Regions from separate parts of the Arachis hypogaea genome. Here region 2 is linked to region 1. A link is a contact called in public Hi-C data. All regions are on one chromosome and are shown on one strand. Each heading gives the region's core, a stretch centred on a gene start, on an enhancer-like site or on the middle of the called end of the contact. The rest is flanking DNA. Distances are from core to core; before and after follow the strand shown. Region 1 holds the start of LOC112785732. Region 2 holds the start of LOC112784840 (jasmonate-induced oxygenase 1).

The links. A called contact is a pair of places that touch in the nucleus more often than the background predicts.
Region 2: a Hi-C map of leaf shows a contact between it and region 1, with 1.9 times the contacts expected there. The contact joins the promoter of LOC112784840 here to the promoter of LOC112785732 in region 1. A contact is called at or near these places in 4 of 8 Hi-C or Micro-C datasets (leaf and an unstated tissue).

Annotation. Positions count from the first base shown.
Region 1 is chr20:32,030,049-32,036,884 of arahy.Tifrunner.gnm2.J5K5, reverse strand. LOC112785732 reads right to left here and starts at 2,705. Exons shown (of 1, transcript XM_025829169.1): 1 at 756-2,705. The coding sequence starts at 2,705. The coding sequence ends at 756.
Region 2 is chr20:32,270,373-32,276,489 of arahy.Tifrunner.gnm2.J5K5, reverse strand. It overlaps LOC112784840 (jasmonate-induced oxygenase 1), which reads right to left and starts at 4,148. Exons shown (of 3, transcript XM_025828171.3): 1 at 3,179-4,148; 2 at 2,117-2,447; 3 at 574-1,007. The coding sequence starts at 3,684. The coding sequence ends at 759.

The DNA of each region.
Region 1 (6,836 bases), core at 1,456-3,955:
CACTCGTACTTCAATATAGAGAATCTGATGATCCATGACACTCATCATTATTCTCAATTCTATGAACGCGTGCCTGACAACCACTCCCGTTCTATCTGAGCTCAACGTAGTCATTGGACGACAGCTTGAGTGCGTATCTCTTGGGTCTCTGATCCATGGGCCGAGTCAGTGAGATCAGAACCTTCGTGGTAGAGGCTAGAACCAATTGGCAGCATTCCTGGGATCCAGAAAGTCTAAACCTTGTCTGTGGTATTCCGAGTAGGATCTGAGAAGGGATGACTGTAACGAGCTTCAAATTCACGAATGTTGGGTGCAGTGACAGTGTGCAAAAGGATAGAGAGATCCTATTACGACGCTAGTGAGAACCGACAGATGATTAGCTGTACGGTAGCTGTACCTGATATTTTTCATCCAAGAGGATCATAAAGCTTGCCATTGAAGGAAGCCATGCGCGTTTAGAGAAGAAGACAGTAGGAAAGCAGAGATTCAGATGACAGAGCATCTCCAGAACCTCAACATATTCCTCATTACTGAATCACAAGTACCATTTATTTTATGTTATTTACTTTTCATAAATAAAATCATTTTTTATCATTAATCTCCTGACTAAGACTTACAAGATAACCATAGCTTGCTTCAAGCTGACAATTTCCGTGGGATCGACCCTTACTCACGTAAGGTATTACTTGGATGACACAGTGCACTTGCTGGTTAGTTATGCGAAGTTGTAAAAAGTGTAATCACAATTTCATGCATCACTCACCAATCATACAAGATACCAAGCAAGGACCGGGATCACTATACTTTTCAAGAAAATCATCCATCACAGAAGAAATAGAATTGCCTAATAGATTCATCCCTAGTCCACCAATCTCCTCTTTATGAGTGCACACATCCTTAAGGAATTTAGCATATTTCGGAACTTGATGTATAGCATCAAAGAGTGGAATAGTAACCTCCACATTCTTGACGATTTGCACTATGTTGGGATCAAGCTCCTCATGCTTCTTGGCCTTCTTTGCTAACGTAGGGAAAGGTGTAAGGACTTGTTCCTCTAAGTTATTCTGCCGCTTCGGTTCCTTGGCCCTCAATTGCTCTTCTTCTTCCTTTGCAACTTTTTTCTCCTTGTCATCTTCATTTATCTCCATTGTTTCACCAACTTCCACATTAGGAACATCCGCTGCCAACTTGATGGGCTTGGGTTCAACTTCCTCAAGCATTGTACCACTCCTCAAGGTGATTGCATTGATGCTACCCTTTGGGTTTGGGAGAGGTTGAGAAGGAAGGTTAGATGAGCTAGAGGCTTGGTTAGTGTTGGTATTGGTGGTAGGAGGTAGGGTCAACCTTGAGAGAATCTTGGCTATGGAGGACATTTGAGCACTCATAGTGCTAACTTGTGTATTGAGAGTCCTATTTTTCTCTTCATTTTTCTCTATCATAGCCCTAAGTCTCTCTTGTTCTTGGTAGAGTACACGGTGAGAGTCATCACCTTGATTTGCGGGAGAAGAAGAGGGTTGATTGGTTTGTTGTCTTTGGTGAGGCGTTTGGTATCTATGGTTATTGTTGTGATTTTGTTGTGAGTGTTGGTATGGTTGGTTATGTTGATTTTGGTTGGTATTGTTGTGATATTGAGAAGAAGGTTGGTTGTTGTTGTAGTAATGAGAAGATGAGTTTCCTTGGTTCCATCTTTGATTGTGGTTGCTTCCTTGGGCATTGTCCCTCCACCCTTGATTAAAACTATTACCGTGGGAGTAATTGCTTTGACCTTGAGATTGATAGGGTGGAAGGTTGTTGTAGTTCACGTTGGCTACCGCGAGAGTGTAACCCTCTTGGACTTGATGGCATTGGTCGGTGTAATGTGCGGTACTAGAGCATAAACCACATACTCTAGGAGGTCCTTTAAGTTGGAGGATTTGAGGTGGGGCTTGGATGGCTTGGATTGATTGAAATGCCTTTTGTTCTTTGCGAATCTCCGTGAGGAGAGTGGTCATGTCTCCAAGCACTTTAGTCAAAGCTGATTCGGAAGGAGGTGCTTCCACCATACTCTTGGGAGGGTTGTTCCTTACCCTCACATGTTGGGTATCCTTGGCGACATCATTGATCAAACTCCATGCTTCCGCCGCCATCTTGTTCTTAGAAAGGGAACCACCACTAGAGACAGAGAACAATCTTTTATCCGCTGCACAAAGACCTCCAGTAAAATAGCTAATGAGCAAGTGAGTGTCTAACCCATGATGTGGACAAGATTCTAACAATCTCTTAAGTTGAGTCCAATATTCATAGAGTGTCTCTTGGTCTATTTGCATTATACTAGAAATTTCCTTCTGGATGTAGTCAGTTTTCTCCGGGGGAAAGAACTTGTCTAAGAACTCTCTTTTCAATAGGTCCCATTCAGTCACCACTTCTTCCGGTTGGAAGTAGAACCACTCTTTTGCCGACCCCTCAAGAGAGAAGGGGAAAGCAAAAACCATGATAGCAATCTCATCGGCACCATGCCTTCGAGCTGTAGAACAAGCAACTTGAAAGTCTCTCAAGTGCCTAATGGGGTCTTGGCCCGGTAGTCCATGGTACTTAGGAAGCAAGTTAATCAGACTATTCTTCAACTCAAAATTCGGATCAAGATTTGGATACCTAGCTTGCAACGGTTGAAGAATGAGATCTGGTGCTCCTTGTTCGTGCAAGGTAATCCTACGTGGCTTCGCCATGTGGTTTTCACCTGTAGTATGCAAAGATGTATCAGTAGTGCCAACAGAGGAACAGGAAGTTGTGGACTCTAAGTCACTCTCGGTTCCGTCTAGTGTTTCAGAAGGTTCCTCAAGAGAGGCTGAAGCACTAGCTGTGTAATCCAACCGCCGCCTAGCTTGCCGAGTATGTAACAAGGTTCTTTAAATTTCAGGATCAAACTCAGCTAAGCTAAAATTCGGTTGAGACCGAGTCATTCAACTCAGAAGTCATAGCTCATGCATTAAAGGAAAATCTAAACTAAAAACAAACTATTGAAAGCAAGTAAACTATCTGCAATATTCACATATTCACATAACTAATATCAAAGCACACGTTTCAACCATTCCCCGAAAACGGCGCCAAAAATTTGATGCCAAAAGATTACGGTCGGTCTAGAATTTTCATCAATAGAAAACTAATGTCATTGTCATAGTATAGTCCTAAACCAACATATAATCCTATCGATCAAATTTTGATTTGGTTGTCACAAAGTCAACCCCAATATAAATTAATCGAGAGTATTGGTCTCGAGTCGTTCTCAAGAGAATGGGCAAACATGTGCATCAATATTAGTTAGAATTTCGGGGTTGGAAGTCATAAACAAGAATTTAAACTACTAAACTTAACATGCAATGAATCTTAAAGTGCAAGAAACTAAATCAAAGCAAGGTATAAATAATTTCAATCTAGCAAGAGAACATGTATAGCTATTTCTATTCTAAGACTAAGTAAACAACTAAACTAACTATAACGAGAATCAAGCAATTGGGATTTTTGGGTTTCAAATATGAATAATAAAAGGGACTCTTAGCTAGGCATGGGAATTGGGGTCACCATCCTTGTCTAATAACCATATATTGATAATTATGAGAAACCAAGCTCATTAAGTTTACTTCTATGCTTGAAGTACGTACAATGTCTACTTCAACGCTTGAAGTACGTCAAATGGCTTGATCAATCTCAACTCATAAGTCCCAATCCAACTACTAATTGGCTTAGTAATAGATTGGTGTCAATGGGTATCAATTTGACCACTAGGGTTCTCAAATCACCAAATCAATTAAACCCAATGACTCAAGTTCACCCAATTCCCTTAGCCTAGGCCAAGAGTATAGAAAATTACTCTATAATCAAAGGAAACATTTCATCAAACACATGGTGTGCATTAACAAAAGACATATTCAAATTGTAAATTAATTGAAAATCATAAATACCCACTAACAATTATCAATAGAAAACAACTCAAATAACACTATCAATCATAGAAAACATTAATGCACTAATAGAAATCCAAGATCCACAAAGTTCATAAATTGAGAAGAAAAGGGAAATAATAAGAGAACACAATTTCAACACAGGATCTAAACAAAACTATAACTAGAGAACTCAAATTGAGTAATTGAAACTAAAATTAACAAGACCCAATTCAGAATTTCAACAAAGAGAAGATCAAAACAAACTAAATCTAGAGAGAAGTAAGAATTTTTCTCTCTAGAAAACAAGAACAAAAAAACTAGCTAAAATTATGTGTCTTGTGTGAATGATTGGATCCCCCCCCCCTTTCCTCCATCAATTCCTGGGTCTTTTCCATGCAGAATCAAGTTGGATTTGGGCTTGGAGCCTCTTAGAAATCGCCAGCCACGATTTCATTAATGATGTCACGTGCTGGGCGTCACGCGTGCGCGTCATCTGAGTTCTGCGAGCCATGCATACGCGTCGAGCATGCGTGCGCGTTGGTCACTGCTGCGCCAATCCACGCGTGCACGTCATCTATGCTTGCGCGTCGCCTCCAGTTCTCCAAATCTTCATTCTTCATGTCCCTTCCACTTGTGCATGCTTCCTTTTCCATCTTCTAGACCATTCTTGCCCTATAGATCCTGAATCCACTTAACAAACACATCACGGCATCGAATGGTAATAGAAGAGGATTAAAATATAGCATTTTTAGGGTTAAAGAAGCATGTTTTAAACCATGAAGCAAAATTAGGAAGGAAACACAAAACCATGTAATTTATATGAATAAATGCGGAAAATATTGATAAAACCCCCCAAATTCTACACAAGATAAACTACAAAATTGGAGTTTATCAATATCTTAGATTGAATTTTGATGATTAACAAATAAAAATATAATTTAAACGTTTTATTACTTTTATTTAATATTTGTTCAAGTGTTTACATGTACTGAGGAATATTTTTCTTAAGTAAGGAAAACTAGGTGAAATTGAACCTTAAATAAAGAATATACATTGACTTTATAGACTATAAGTAAGTATGAAGTACTTTGTTAATCTCAAAAACAAATTTTCTAAACCTTAGAAATGGATCAAAGTTACGTTCCTAATTCAAATGTTATAAAGGACAAAATACTAACTTTGGAGATATAAATCTCATGTAAAAATATTGTGTTCCACAAATCAAACCATTTGAAAAATTGTTCTTTTATACTCTGTATGAAGCTTACCAAATATGAAACAAATATTTTTAACTTAAAAGCAAGTGTCTTGTATACCCATATCAAGGAACAAAGTAACAATGAAAGAAGGAAGAATTTTCAATAAATCTTTAGTGTTCTCATCATGACAAGAAATACAAGAATTTGAAGACCAAGAAGAACTATAATCAAGGTATTTTTAGTTCATATCTAAGTCTAGATTACATTCTTGTAAAATTGATATAGTTCATATAAAATAGCTAATATCTTTGAACTAGATCTTAAAAGTAGGAAGACAATTTTTGAATTTGGTTTTACAAACATTATTGCAAACTTATATAGTAATGATCTTTATTTTTGAACAGTCTTACGAAAATAATATATAAAATTCTTATGTTGGTGTTTAATCTAGTATGAATCAATCTTAGTATTATAAATGCTTTGAGGAAAGAATAGCTAAGATTTTTAAGTTGGTTGGTGATTCAATCTAAGTCAAGGTTTAATCGAAAAAGACTTACAGAAAGAATATCTAAAATCCTTAAGTTAGTGTGCAATCCCAATTTAAGTCTTGTAGTCCTAAAAAGATTTGAGAAAAGAATATCTTTTTGTGTACTCAGTTAAATAGTGAAACTCTAAAAAATTTTTGAAGTTGGATATAAGCATGTTATCCGAACCGGTATACTTTTGGTGTTCATCTTCAAAACCTTATCTTTACTTCATATTTAAGTTTTATCTTGTATTTTATTCAAAAGTTGTTTCAAAACAAGGTTTTGAATTGTTCCTAGAGTAAACTACTATTTCTACCCATAAAAGTTGAAAACGCTGACATATCTATCCATAGAAGATAAAATTACCATTTGTACTCATAAAAATTTGATTTCGCAAGCAAAATTACCCAAACCCTAAATAATTACATAAAATTCCCAAATTACCCCCTTCTCTTCTCTCACGCACACACCCACCCTCACTCACTATCTGCAGCACCTAAACCACCACTACCGTAGCATCATCTCCCTTCCTACTCTCTCTTTCTCTCTCGCTCTCTCTCACTCACTCACTTTTCCTCTCTCACCTCTTAAACATCAACATAGCCCAGCCACTATCCTCTTCAAAATCACAAAAAAGAACAAACTCAATTGAAGAATAGAACATGCATAGATTCAAAATAAAATCCTAATTTCTTAGAACTTTCACAAAAAATTGTCAATTTCTCAGATTCAAGATCACTATTTTCGTTGCAAATAGCACAGAACATTAATTCGATTTTGGCGACGCTTGGAGAAGATGACGAAAACGCATCGCTAGGAGGAGAAGAGAGCAGCGACGTCGAGAGAAGAAGACGAAGATACGACATTTGAAAAAGGAAGGAACTCAACGTTGAAGAAGTTGTGGTTGCAGAAAATAGAGGACTCAAAATTGCTACTTCCTGAAGCCAAAAACCTCCCGAAGAAAAAGAGGAGGGGAGGAGAAGATGGAGCTCGCGACAGCCAAAGGAGGAACCACCATTAATACACAAAAGAGAGAGAAGAACGACAGAGATGAAAGAGACATCAATAGGGAAAGAAGAGGAATGAGAAAGTGCGAAGAGGGAGGGACAATTAAAGAAGATAGAGTAGAAGGAAGAGAGAGAGAGTGCGGAAAGGGGAGGATGCTGCAGCAATGGGGTTCACGGTTTAGA
Region 2 (6,117 bases), core at 2,899-5,398, 240 kb before region 1:
ACCTGGACTGCAAATGAACCGAAAATATTATTAAAGCGAAACCATTATATATTACTAAATGAACCTAATATTTGTCCATTATATAAATTTGAATTCAGAAACACATGCGTCTAGAGGAGGAGGAGGAGGAGTAGTAGAAGGAGAAGGAGAAGACAAAGAAGTTGCACTATTGAAACGCGCATGTGATACATGCTGGTGTGATGAAAGTGATTTTTGTTGAGTTTGCACCAACTTAGTTGGATTTTGATATAAAAATGTTTAGATATGTAATTTGGCTGCACATAAAATTGTAAGTGAGTTTGATATTAATCAATTTATTAATTAGATATATTTTTTTTCGGTGACTTAATTAGATTATATTAGAACATACATTTAATGAGTTTGATAAATATTTATAAAAATACTTACAAATTTATTTACTAAAAATATTCACAACAATAAAAAAAACCCTCAAATCTACTATAATTTTGTGAAGTAAATTCTAAATTTTACCATACCAGAGCCAACTCTGATTTCTCATGTATGATAATATACTCCTAGAAAAACCAAAGTTAAACAAAATAATACTGTATATGACATAACAATTTCTGATTATCTCTACTCTGCAGCTCAAATTTTCATTACAAAATTTACACAATTAATTAATAATGTTACATTATACAAAATGGCTTTAATTTAAAAACCCTATTATTAGTTTTTTTTTTTTTAATTTTTACGATATTTTTCAATTCAATAAGCGAATAATTAAATCAGTAATATTATCTAGGAGATTTTAGAGAGTCCACTTGGGATTTGCCACGTGGACCTCTGGTTCTAATGAAGAGCCTATATTCATCAAAGGTCATGGGAGGGTAGAGTGAAGGGGTGTCTGGGGTTACCAATTCCTTTGCTGGCTGAATGGGTATGTCACTTTTTGGGTTGTAGAAAAATGCCAATGATACTCTCTCTTTATCTGAATTTACTATTACTCTGTGCTCCACGCTCTTGTATTTTGCATTGCTTATAACCTAATCACAACAAAAAAATAAACTAGGTTAGTACTCTTTTGTCAATCTTATGTTCTTTTTTGGTAAATATTAAATAGATTTAAGTGCTTACTCACATCTGGAATAAAAGTGTGTAAAAAAATATTGCAAAAATAAAAGTGAATAACATGTGTTGTGGATTCCACTACTTAAAACTATTTAAATAAAATATAAAAAAATTAAGTATTTCAAAAATACCGATGTTTTAATATTTTTAGTTGTTGGTCTTAATTATATACAAATTTTATTGTTGAGATCAACAGGTAAAGTCACTATTAAAATATCATCATCAGTATCTTCAAATACTTGATTTTTGTTTTCTAAAATATGGTTATGTGTGTATTATACACTTTCTCTACATTCCATGTGAATATTGACTACTCACAACATATACAAATCTTGATTCCACAATTGCATACATATACATAGTTAAAAAAATTTGATCTACTTAGATATAATGAAAGTATAATCATTGATCTTCATCACACTAACAGTGGAGTTTAATTTCAGTCACAAATTCAGCAATTAAGAAAGTACGGCTGATCCAATTTGTTATTCAAAAATGTCATGCTAACCTTATCTAATAACTTTAGAAAAGTAAGTTAAAAAGATATCCTTAAAATATTTACGGTATTTTTTTTTAATAAAATTTGTATTCGATGCATGTGATGGAAAAAAAATTCATGGTCGAGTGGGAAAGAAGAAAAATTTCTCTAAAGTAGCCCATGTTCAATCATATAATGCGAAGTGGTGCAATTCCAACTAGGAATACACACGTTACAAAGTTTACATAACGAGCGAATGAAACTTATCCATTTAGCAAGCTTAAAGAAGACTGAAACATGAAAAAGTAAAAACAAACAAACAAACAAACAAGACCAAACATTATTGTACCATGATAAATTCTAGCCAAACATTCTTATATTTCTCATCTGTTATAATATTGCGCGTCTATGTCGTATCAATCGAAATAAGGATAGAATGATTCGTTTTAATTTTATACATTTATTCAAAATAATCTCAGATTCTAAATTTATTTTAGAACACGCGTTAAATATGTTTTAAAAATATAATATAATATTATTTTTCACCTGAATTTGATCTCCAATATTAACAATGAAGGCATGGCGAGCAGGCTTCACCGTGATCCATTCATCGCCTCTCCGAACCTGAAGGCCGGCAACTTGGTCGTCCGGCAGCAACATCGTCATCCCTCCGGGGTCCGAGTGCGACGACAGACCAAGCGTCAGCTCCGGCCGAGGGCACTTTGGGTAAAAATTAACCCTCAAACATGCCCCAATATCTTCACCCCCAAATGCATTCTGGAGAAAATCCTCTTCTAAACCTAAGTTTATAGACAAAGCCTTCAACAACCTCCCTCCTAGCTTCACCACCTCTCTCCCATATTCATCAAACACTTCCCTGCATATAATTATAAAATATAAAAACTAAGCAATTTTAACTTCACAACTCTAAATTCTCTAGCTATTTTCACATCATTTTTACATCACTTATGTATACAATAGTAACATATAGTACTAACTTTATTATATACTGTACCTGACTATATTTTATAATATTATATGGTTTGTCACTACATAAAACATGGATCATCGTCATCTATCATATCATTATATATGTATTATTCAAATTATACATATAATACATGCTGATGAGTGCTACTAGCTTAGTTAATTATACACGCAAACCACCCGTTTAAATAAGGCAGGAAAAGTTTGATGTGCCAATTAATTTTTATTTATTTTCTAAATAAATATACTTTAATTTATTAGCATTGTGGGCGCCGGAGGGACATCATCACTAGTAGTTAATTGGTAATAATAATTTCATTTTGGAGGAGAAGACACAAAAAAAATGAAGAGGGAGAAAAAATAGGTCTAATAAAAAGCAGTAATACTAGAAAGAAAAAAAAAAGTCTAGAGTCTAAATTTCTCTTATTTACTATTTATTTATTACAGAATATATTAAATAATAAAAACAAAAATAATAAATTTTGTCAGATTTTAACTAATATTATTTTACCATATGTATTATCGAATAACAAGTTACTAGGACTCCATTATTTTACTATTCTAATTAGGAGAAATTAAAGAGTAGAAGTAGAATAGAAATTATTAATAATAATTAATTACCTGCAAGAGAGAGGCAAAGAAGGCCATTTGTTATAATCTTTGAGTGACAAAGGAAGGTAGTGAAGGAAATAGTAATCACTCCAATCAAGAATAGCACCCTTTTCAACACCAAGCCTACTTCCATAACCTTCGTAAGTCTTTGGAGAGTTTGCATATTTTTGCTTCAATTCCATGGGAAGGTGAAAGAATTCACGCCAAGTTTCCCGAGCCTTGTCCATCAACTCTGGTCTAACCCCGTGGTTCACCACTTGGAAGAACCCCCAGTCATTGCAGGCCTCGGCGACTTTCTGGAGCACCAACCTCCTTGCGTCCGGGTCGGTTCCCAGAAAGTCTCCGAAGTCTATGACTGGGATATTTGCATCCGAAGTGGAAGTAAAAGTAGAAGCAGAAACCGGCCTATGGGTCGGGGGCTTGATATACCTGTCTGGGATTGAGTCTATGCATCTTTCCGACAAGGATTGAACTCTCACTATTGGTTCAGGCCAATCTGGTGAAGTGTTGGACATTGCTTATGCTGCTGCTATGTTTTCCTAGGTTGATACGCTTCAAGTGTTGCAAAGTATATCTATATGTATATCAATATATATAGTGAATACTATCAAACAAAATCGTTGAATTTTTTGTATTTTTTGGGGCTATCTATTTTGTACTATATATACTCTAATAATTAATTGAGCTTGAGTAATTTGTATAGGAAAAAGTCTACACTTTTATTGGCCATGGAATTTTGCACGTGAATGTTTTAGTATCGTATAGATTAAATTAAGTCAATAAATAATTAATATAGATTTGTTCAATAATCATTTCGCTCATTAGCTTAAATAAACGAAAATTCGAATAAACTACGAGAAGAAAACCCAAAATTAAAGAGAAGAAAATTCAAATTAACAAGAAGTTACTATAAAATAAACCAAACTTCATTCTTTAACCCAAAAAATTTAAGTCAACGAATTCCATATTTTCGATTTTTAATTTTTTGATGAAACAAGAAGTTTGGTGTATTTTATAGTTTTTCGTTGTCCAATTTTAGATTTTTTCTTATAATGCAACCACTTGAACCAATATTATTTTTGTTATACTCGAATTGATAGGATCGATTAAAATGGTACATGACTTAATCTTTTTAACTAGACCTTGAATTTAAATTATAAGTAAAAAAATTTCGGTTTACTCTTTTCCTTTTTTTTTAAACATCTATTAAATTTAGTTGAATTAATCAAATGTCTGATGGACTTTGATGTTAGACATTTCATTGAAGTGAAAGAAAAATCTTTTGTTATACTCTTCTTTAGTTTTATACATTTTAAATTAATGTATCTAAAAATAAAAACTACAATATAATGTTCTAGATAAATAAGCGTTGAACAATTTGATCCAACCATCCAAATGTCAATAAGATCATAATAATTCAAACAACATGGGCGAGTGTGTGCTGTGTCAAAAAGAGAGAAAGGGGAGGTGAGGGTGAGGGTGAGGGGGGGGGGGGGGGGGTGTGTGAGGATATGATAGAAAATAAAAGAAGGGAAGTAGGACCATTAAACATGTAAGTGTATGGTGGCATGGGAAATGAGATAGATGAATGAAAATAAAACGTGGGATTTGAGGGGTTTTAAAAGAAAAGGTGTGAACACTAAGCCAATTTGAAGAGATGGAGACACGCACGAGACAATTTGCATTTGGAGGGTCATTCAAGATGTGATGTCTTTGATGTTGATCGAAAACGAATGCATATGCTTTTTTATTTAGACTTTTTCTTTCTTTCTTTCTTTCAATAGTGTTTACTTCCCATAACTAAATTATTTAGCGTTGCAATAACTAACGGAAATGTTTGGTGACCAAAGAAAATTAGCTAAAAACAGCCATAACTTGTCTTATTTAGCATTTATTAATTATTATGACAATTAATGAATGCTAAATAAGACAAATTCTGACTGTTTTTTTTTGTCTTTCTAGTATTACTTTGCAACTAATTCGCTACCAAATTAGTTAAAAGTAACACCAGATTTTAATATATGTATCTAGAAATCATCAACTTCAATTTATGAAATACTTGATGAGCATAAATTTGATTACTTAGATTATGAATATAAAATCTAATTCTAATCCTATGTAATAATCAGGATGTCTAAATCCTAAAGTATAAATTGAACCTGAAATTGCAAAAACAGAGTTTTGCTAATGAGAATTATCTTTACTCCAATGAAGGAGGTATTCAATTCGCCCAAGTGAATCTTAGGAGGAGATCTTTAAGACTTTAGTTTTTGGTTTCTTAAAGTAGCAACATTTTATTGAGTTGCCGTATAAGAATGGATATATTTTTTGTAAATACTATTTAATTCTCTCTAAATTAGAGGATAAATTATTCTTTGTGAGTTGTGATATATTTTTTTATTATTAACTGAAATAAAATTAATTGACTTATCATGATTAATTTTAACTTTAATCTAACATAAATTTTGTTAATTTAATTAGTGTATATTTTCGTACACTGTACTGGATAATACATAAAATCAGAAACGGACATACCCAGGGGCGAGTGGAGGCCTCTGACCCTAGCTTTTTTTAAAAAAAAGTTAATAGTAATAAGTTATTAAGTATGATTTAATTTTTAAAAAAATTATTTAGTATTTAGTCTGGTATAAATAAAAGTCCAGTCCAATCTAAATATTAATGATTTTTAATATCTAAAAAATAAGTAATAATATTAAAAGCTAATACTTTTTACTTAAATAAAATTTTTCAAATACTATAAAGTGGATTCTTTTTCTTCTTGTGATCGTTCTTCTTGATTCATTTGGTATTAATTCTTTCTGTTTTAACTGCTACAACTAAGAGATTTTTTTCAGCTATGAATATTGTGAAGAATAACTCAGAAACAAAATGAAAGAAGAATTTCTTGTTAATCGTCTTTTAATTATATTGAAAAGAAAACTACTGAA